Linked DNA regions of Mus musculus: region 1 is linked to region 2. A link is a contact called in public Hi-C data. All regions are on one chromosome and are shown on one strand. The core of a region is the stretch at or near the end of the contact, and the rest is flanking DNA. Distances in the headings are between cores, read along the strand shown. Region 1 has its middle 23 kb from the start of Mup21. Region 2 has its middle 30 kb from the start of Mup20.

Region 1 (3,538 bases), core at 161-2,660, 150 kb before region 2:
TTTTTACCAGTATTAGTAACTTTCCTGGGTATTTATTTTTATTTTTGTTTTTGTTTCAACTTGACACAGGCTAGAGTTCTATGGAAAGAGGCACCCTTAAGTGAGAAAATGCCTGTATAAAACTGAATCAGGAGGGCCCAACTCCATATGGAAATACCACCCTGGGCAGGGGGTAATAAGTTATATATGAAGATAGGATCACAATCCACAGGGAATGAGTCAGGAAGCAACGTTCCCCTAAGGCCTCTGCTTTAGTTCCCCCCTCTGAGTTCTCACCCCCCTTCCTCCCTGCACTCCCAGCTTCCTTCATAATAGATTGTAAGCTAAAATAAACCCTTTCAGCCTCAAGTTGCTTTTGGTCATGATATTAATCATAATGTCTCTAACATTTATCTATATAAAGATACAGGAAATACCACTTTGGTTTTGGAAGTTCACATTTTCAAAACACCATGTAGTTTCTCTATCCATGTCTCTCTCATTCCAGATATCTTGAGAGAAGCTTACACGATCTCATGCCAGCACGTTCCAGTCACTTCCATCATGATCTACTAGCCTAGAGGTTCTCATCCTTCCCCATGCTATGATCCTCTAATACAGCTTCTTTATGATGTGGTGACCTCCAACCAAAAAATAATTTCCTCACTATTTCATAAAGGTCATTTTGAAGTTGTTATGAATTTCAGTGTAAATATCTGATATGGAGAATATAGGACATGTGACCTCCAGAGGGTCAAGACCCAAGAATTGATAATGCCCTGTGGGGTCACAACCTACATGTTGAGAACTGCTGATAGCACCTTCTTTCTTTCCTTGCCTTCCGATCGTCATTTGTTCTCTAAATGCAGCCAGATGAACTTTGAATGCACACCTCTGCCCATGTTCCTACTGTAGTTCCAAAATGTTTCAGTTCCTTCCCATTTACATGTAAACTGACCACTACCGAAGCTCCTATTGGACCCACATGAGCTGACACGGGGTGAGCTGTGCCCACTAAAAATATATACATTGGAAGCTTTAGAACCACAGTGCCTGATGGTGTGATTCGGTGTAATTATGGTAAGATGTGGTCATTAGGGTGAACCCTAAGATGATATGACCAGTGTCCTTAAAAGGAAAGACTAGGATATAGGCTGGATCAGAGGGGATACTTCCTGAAGACCCCAGAAGGCAGCTGCCTATGATTCAACCAATGAGAAAGATCTCAGAAGAAGCAAGCCCCATTGAACACCTTGCTCTCAGAGTTCTAGCTGCCGGAAATGAGAACGTTCAATTTTTGCTGTTGAAATCACCCATACTGCCTGATTTCATAAGGGCAACCCTGGGAAACTGACACAACCCCCTTTCTAGCCTCGACTCACTTTGTAACTCCTGTGGTCACTGTATTTGGTCAAGGTTTCCTTTGGCTCTCTGAACTATTTGTGCTCCTATTTGCCATGGACTTTGCTTATGTGTACACTCTCAACACCCTAGACAGCCCTTTGCCCACTTCCTATTGGACTGGTTAATTCTTTCCTATTTTAATAGATTATTTAATGTGTGTGAGTGTTTTTCTTATGCGTATGTCTGTTTACCACATGCATGCACTGCACACATAGGGTATCAGACCCTCTGGAACTAGAGTTATGGATTCCTGTGAGCCACCATGTCAGTTTTGGGAATTTAACCCAGGTCCTCTGAAAGAACAGGCAAGTGCTCGTAACCAGGAGTCATCTCTCCAGCCTCTCCCTCTCCCATGTCATCCTGCTTTCCCTCGTTCAAGTATTAGTGACTGAATGCTAACTCTGTGCTCCCAGGGTGATGACTTTCTGAGCAATTGTAGTGAGTACACATTGTTCTTGGCCTCAGATTACAGATTCCCCTGAATTAAATATCATTGTATTGCAATGTTCCTATGAGAGATACCTATTGGGGAGAGGACTCAAGACCTCTTAGGAAAAGACTATCTGTGTTCAATAGCAGATCGGAATGCCACACATCAAGAGTTAGTATAGCTTGGAGTCTTCCCCTTGAAGAAAAACTGCTTGGTTGTGAGGAGTGTGAAAAGCTTGCAGTCCCAGTTGTTAACTACTTTGGCAGACTCCCTGGTTTTTGAGATGAGATGCTGTTCTCTTTGGGGTGCATCTCCCCCATGAATGAACAAAACTGTGGCATAGCATTTCTGCCTAACACAGGATAACTTTCCTTTCTTGATTCTGCTGCTTACTGCTCTAGCTTCTCCATTGAGGGCCCTGTCTTCCATCTTATAGATGACTGTGAGTGTCCACATCTGTATTTGCCAGCATTGGCATAGCCTCATATGAGACAGCTATACCAGGGTCCGTTCAGCAAAATCTTGCTGGCATATGCAATAGTGTATGGGTTTGGTGGCTGATTATGGGATGGATCCCCGGGTGGGGTAGTCTCTGGATAGTCCATCCTATCGTCTTAGCTCCAAACTTTCTCTGTAACTCCTTTCATGAGTATTTTGTTCCCTATTCTAAGGAAGAATGAAGTATCCACCCATTGGTCTTCCCTCTTCTTTTTTTTTATTTATTACATATTTTCCTCAATTACATTTCCAATGCTATCCCAAAGTCCCCCATACCCTCCCCCCCAATTCCCTACCCACCCATTCTCATTTTTTTGGCCCTGGCATTCCCCTGTAGTGGGGCATATAAAGTTTATGTGTCCAATGGGCCTCTCTTTCCAGTGATGGCTGACTAGGCCATCTTTTGATACATATGTAGCTAGGGTCAAGAGCTCCGGGGTACTGGTTAGTTCATAATGTTATTCCATCTATAGGGTTGCAGGTCCCTTTACCTCCTTGGGTACTTTCTCTAGCTCCTCCATTGGGAGCCCTGTGATTCATCCAATAGCTGACTGTGAGCATCCACTTCTGTGTTTGCTAGGCCTTGGCATAGTCTTTCAAGAGACAGCTATATCTGGGTCCTTCCATGGGTGTTTTTTCCCAATTTTAAGAAGGGGCACAGTGTCCACACTTTGGTCTTCATTCTTCTAGAGTTTCATGCATTTGGCAAATTGTATCTTATATCTTGGGTATCCTAAGTTTTGGGCTAATGTCCACTTATCAGTGAGTACATATTGTGTGAGTTCCTTTGTGATTGGGTTACCTCACTCAGGATGATGCCCTCCAGGTCCATCCATTTGCCTAGGAATTTCATAAATTCATTCTTTTTAATAGCTGAGTAGTACTCCATTGTGTAAATGTACCACATTTTCTGTATCCATTCCTCTGTTGAGGGGCATCTGGCTTCTTTCCAGCTTCTGGCTATTATAAATAAGGCTGCTATGAACTTAGTGGAGCATGTGTCCTTCATACCGGTTGGGACATGTTTTGGATATATGCCCAGAAGAGGTATTGCTGGATCACCCGGTAGTACTATGTCCAATTTTCTAAGGGAACCGCCAGACTGATTTCCAGAGTGGTTGTACAAACTTGCAATCCCACCAACAATGGAGGAGTGTTCCTCTTTCTCCACATCCTCGCCAGCATCTGCTGTCACCTGAAATTTTGATCTTAGCCATTCTGACTGGT
Region 2 (3,731 bases), core at 1,207-3,706:
AAACACACAGGAAGCAGACAGAACAACAATAGATTAGACCAGAAAAGAAATAGCTCTTGTCACGTAATAAGCAAAACACCAAATGCACAAAACAAAGAAAGAATATTAAAAGCAGCAAGGGAAAAAGGACAAGTACCATATAAAGGCAGACCTAACAGAATTACACCAGACTTCTCACCAGAGACTATAAAAGCCAGAAGATCATGGGAAGACATCATACAGACCGTAAAAAAACACAAATGCCAGCCCAGGCTAATATGTCCAGCAAAACTCTCAATTACCATAGATAGAGAGACAAAGATATTCCATGATAAAAACAAATTTACACAATATCTGTCAACAAATCCAGCTCTTCAAAGGATAATAAATGTAAAACTCCAACACAAGGAGGGAAACTACACCATAGAAAAGTCAAGAAAGTCATCCAAGAAAGTAGACATCAGGAAAAAAATTGTTCTGGGCCTCAGATTAGAGATTCCCCTGAGTTAAATATCCTTTTATTGGAATGTTCCTATGACATAGGGTGCTAAGCAAGTAGATTTCAGTAACTCCAAGCATCCTCTGATATACCCCAAGTGGCCATAATTTACTGGGTTTCTAAAAGTGAAAGACCCACATCATGAGGACTCCCCCACATTTTGACTCAGGAGAGGCGACACCCCAAATCACACAAGAAACGGTCTTGCTGCAAACTGCAAGAGGACTTTTATTCAAGAGCTCTTGGGCCCATGGTCATATACCACACAGGGGTAGAGGACCATGGCGCCCCGAGTAGCTGGGTAAGGGGGTATTTAAAGGAAGAAACCACAACTCAAGGAAGTGGGGAGGGTGTTGTTGGAAAATACCAAAGATACCAGTTAAGAGTCCCAAGTAAGTGCAAAGTCACAAGAGTCACAAGGAATACCTGGTAATTGTTCTGGTTATCTCTCAAGACAGTTTCTAAGAGCCCTTAACAATAGCACATTTGCATAGTGGGTTCCGGAAATGGTAAGAGTGACTTTCTTTGAATGAACACTCTTTGAACCCTGGAAGCAGGAGGGTGGAGGAATGTCTCTGTTTTATAATTAGCATACCTTTGAGTATTAAGTCACAGAGGTCACATTCCCAAGCCTGGGCCTAAAGGCCTAAAATTTTGTTTTTACATTATACTTTCAAAAGGAAAGATGTGATTGGATAGGAAGGATGGCAAGAGAAATAATGAGCAAAGACAAAGTTCTCTGATCAAGTATCAGTCTTTATTGTATGGCACTGAATACATATGGGAAAAACCACGGACCCATCCCTTTGTTTTGGCTGAGTTCTTTTGTTTGTTTAAGCTGGAATGAGCTGCAAAATAGGCTCTTCAGCAGCTCAGTGGTCTAATAGTTCTCAGTTCTCTGGCAGGAAGATGTAAATGTAGCAGAACCAGATGCCTGGCTCCAGTGTCATAGACTTGTTTATCCAGCTTAAAACTGGGGGCAGGGAGTGACAGTTCCTCCCTTTTTATTTATTAAAAATTACCTTGACTTGGGCATAAAATTTATTAATGTTTCATGTCCCTGTCTGGGAATTATGGTGGCTTGTGGCTGTGCCTGCTTACGTCTGAATGCCTATACTTCTTCTGACCCATCCTGGAGAACAAGTGCAGTTTGTTTGTGTTTAATTGCACAAGCATGGTCTTTTAGTGTTTATAACATACAAACATGGCCTTTTGTCACATGCCTCTGTCTTAGGTTGATAAGAGTCATAGAATCATCAGTGGCCCGTATTTGGCTACTGGAACGCATAACACACCTTTCTCCCATTCAGCCCAAAGCCACAATATGCGCTCAATGCATGTCTTCATAGTGATGAATAACTGCCATATCTGAGCTTTGCTAAAGGTGAAACTGTTTAGAAGTAACCAACCTGCTTAAAATACAAAGTGAAAAGTTAAAAAGAAAAGCATTAAAGTCCTCTGTGGGGATGTCCCATACACTCAATTCAATTGCAAATTAGCAAAGATCAGTCCCAGGGCCTGGCCTTCTAGTGTGGGGGAGGTGGCTTTGAGAATCAACAGAAAAAACTGTTACTTCTCAGGTCAATAGTGGTAAGAGTTAGATAAGCTGGCTGATAAAGATTTTTTAGCTGTCTTCGTAATTGGAATATCCAACATTGGATTTATTTCTAGATCAGTCAGTCCATCATTGAGTCAGAATAACTGGTCACATTAAAGGAAAGAGAAGAGTAATTATAACTCCTCATTTTGATTAATTTTTCTAAGTCAGTTTCGACAGTATCTATGTTCTCTGTCCCACAAGGTATCAAAGCTTGAAGAAAGGCAGCTTAGCATCTCATATCTGGGACATAGGCAAGCAATGGTAGGTCAAGAACATACACTCAATACAGCTTTCCTGTCACCACTGTCAGGGCACTCAGCAAGCTCACAGCTCAGCATTATTCTTTTGTGTCGTCATATCACACCAATCACTCTGGCAGCAAGCATGACCCTGAAACACTCTGCAGAAAAAACACAAACATGCCCTCTTGCCCATCTAAATACCTGATCAGGATCATGCCATATACCAATAAGTAGATCTTTCCATCTCACCTAGGCATGAGTATTCCTAGCTGTAGGATGCTATTGACACGCAGCAAAGAGTTCCTTGGCATCCAAAATTTTAAATTTTAAAAATAAAATGCATGATTTAAATAATGTGCACCAGGATATAATCCTGCTTTTTTGTTTTTTAAGAAGATATTGTTTTAAAGTCCAACAATGCCTTGTCCTTGAGAATTATATAAAATCCCAGTAACAAGGGTAACATTAAATTTTTAACAAAACATCTCAAATGGTTGACTGTAATAGCCCGTCCCATTTTCTGTTTGATCTGATTTGGAACACAAAGCATAAAAAAAGTTAATGTAGGCAATTTCTAATTACAGTTTTAGTTCCTTTTCTTGTTAAAGCAATTACAACTAGAAAGCCTGAAAATGTGTCAATAGTCACATATACATATTTTATGTTTCTAAGATCAGAAATATGAGTGTCCCTTTGCAATAATTGATTAAGTACAAGTCCTCGAGATTTTAACACCATTCATTGGAACAGATAGAAATTGAGGTCTCTGAGAACAAGTCTTTATAATTTGACATGAACATTCTCTAAAAAAAACCAAATTATTATCTCAAGCCATTACTATTTTGATGATGTAAAAAATGAGATTATATGACCAATTGTTCTTGTTTAAGGCCTATAATTTTCCTAAGATACAAATCTGCTGTGCCATTGCCTTAAGGGGTCTTGTCCGGGCAGTACAGGATGAGTTCTTAAAGGTCCAGGGACACTCCTTTAAAGGAACAGTATTTTCTCTTAACTTGAGTTGTATGTGCATAAACAGTTGCAAAATTTGAGAAGTAGCAGTATCTAAGAAAGGAACAATTTCAGCAACTGTGAGCCAATGTGTGTGTGTGTGTGTATATATATATATATATATATATATATATATATATATATATATATATGCTATCCGTATAAAAATTAAAAGTTGGTTTTTCTTTTTCAACATTTCAAAACACTGGCTACAGCACAGAATTTAATTATCTGTGCTGAAGTAGGAAGAAACTCAAAAGAATATACATGTGATCCAATCACATATACTTCTCTCCTATAGAAGAGCTGTTTATAAATACAGTAGATGTACTCTTTATAGGATGCAAACATCAATTTTCAAGAAATAAAAAGCATGCATAGAAGCAAATTTTAACTTATC

What was found. Hi-C and Micro-C count contacts between places; a contact is called where the count stands out from the background.
Region 1: a contact with region 2 is called in a Hi-C map of liver, with 4 times the contacts expected there. The contact joins two enhancer-like sites. A contact is called at or near these places in 1 of 484 Hi-C or Micro-C datasets (liver), 1 of 115 datasets of contacts at active chromatin or transcription factors (embryonic stem cells) and 1 of 9 other capture datasets (embryonic stem cells).

Annotation. Positions count from the first base shown.
Region 1 is chr4:62,172,538-62,176,075 of GRCm38.p6, reverse strand. No RefSeq gene overlaps it. Among named protein-coding and RNA genes, the nearest start is that of Mup21, 23 kb to the right of the region's middle. Within about 2 kb of position 1,410, at least 2 of the 459 cell types and tissues checked have an H3K27ac peak or open chromatin away from gene starts, as enhancers often do. A contact at or near this core is called in liver, where this site is marked.
Region 2 is chr4:62,022,041-62,025,771 of GRCm38.p6, reverse strand. It overlaps a transcript of Mup20 not described here. Among named protein-coding and RNA genes, the nearest start is that of Mup20, 30 kb to the left of the region's middle. Within about 2 kb of position 2,456, at least 8 of the 459 cell types and tissues checked have an H3K27ac peak or open chromatin away from gene starts, as enhancers often do. A contact at or near this core is called in liver, where this site is marked.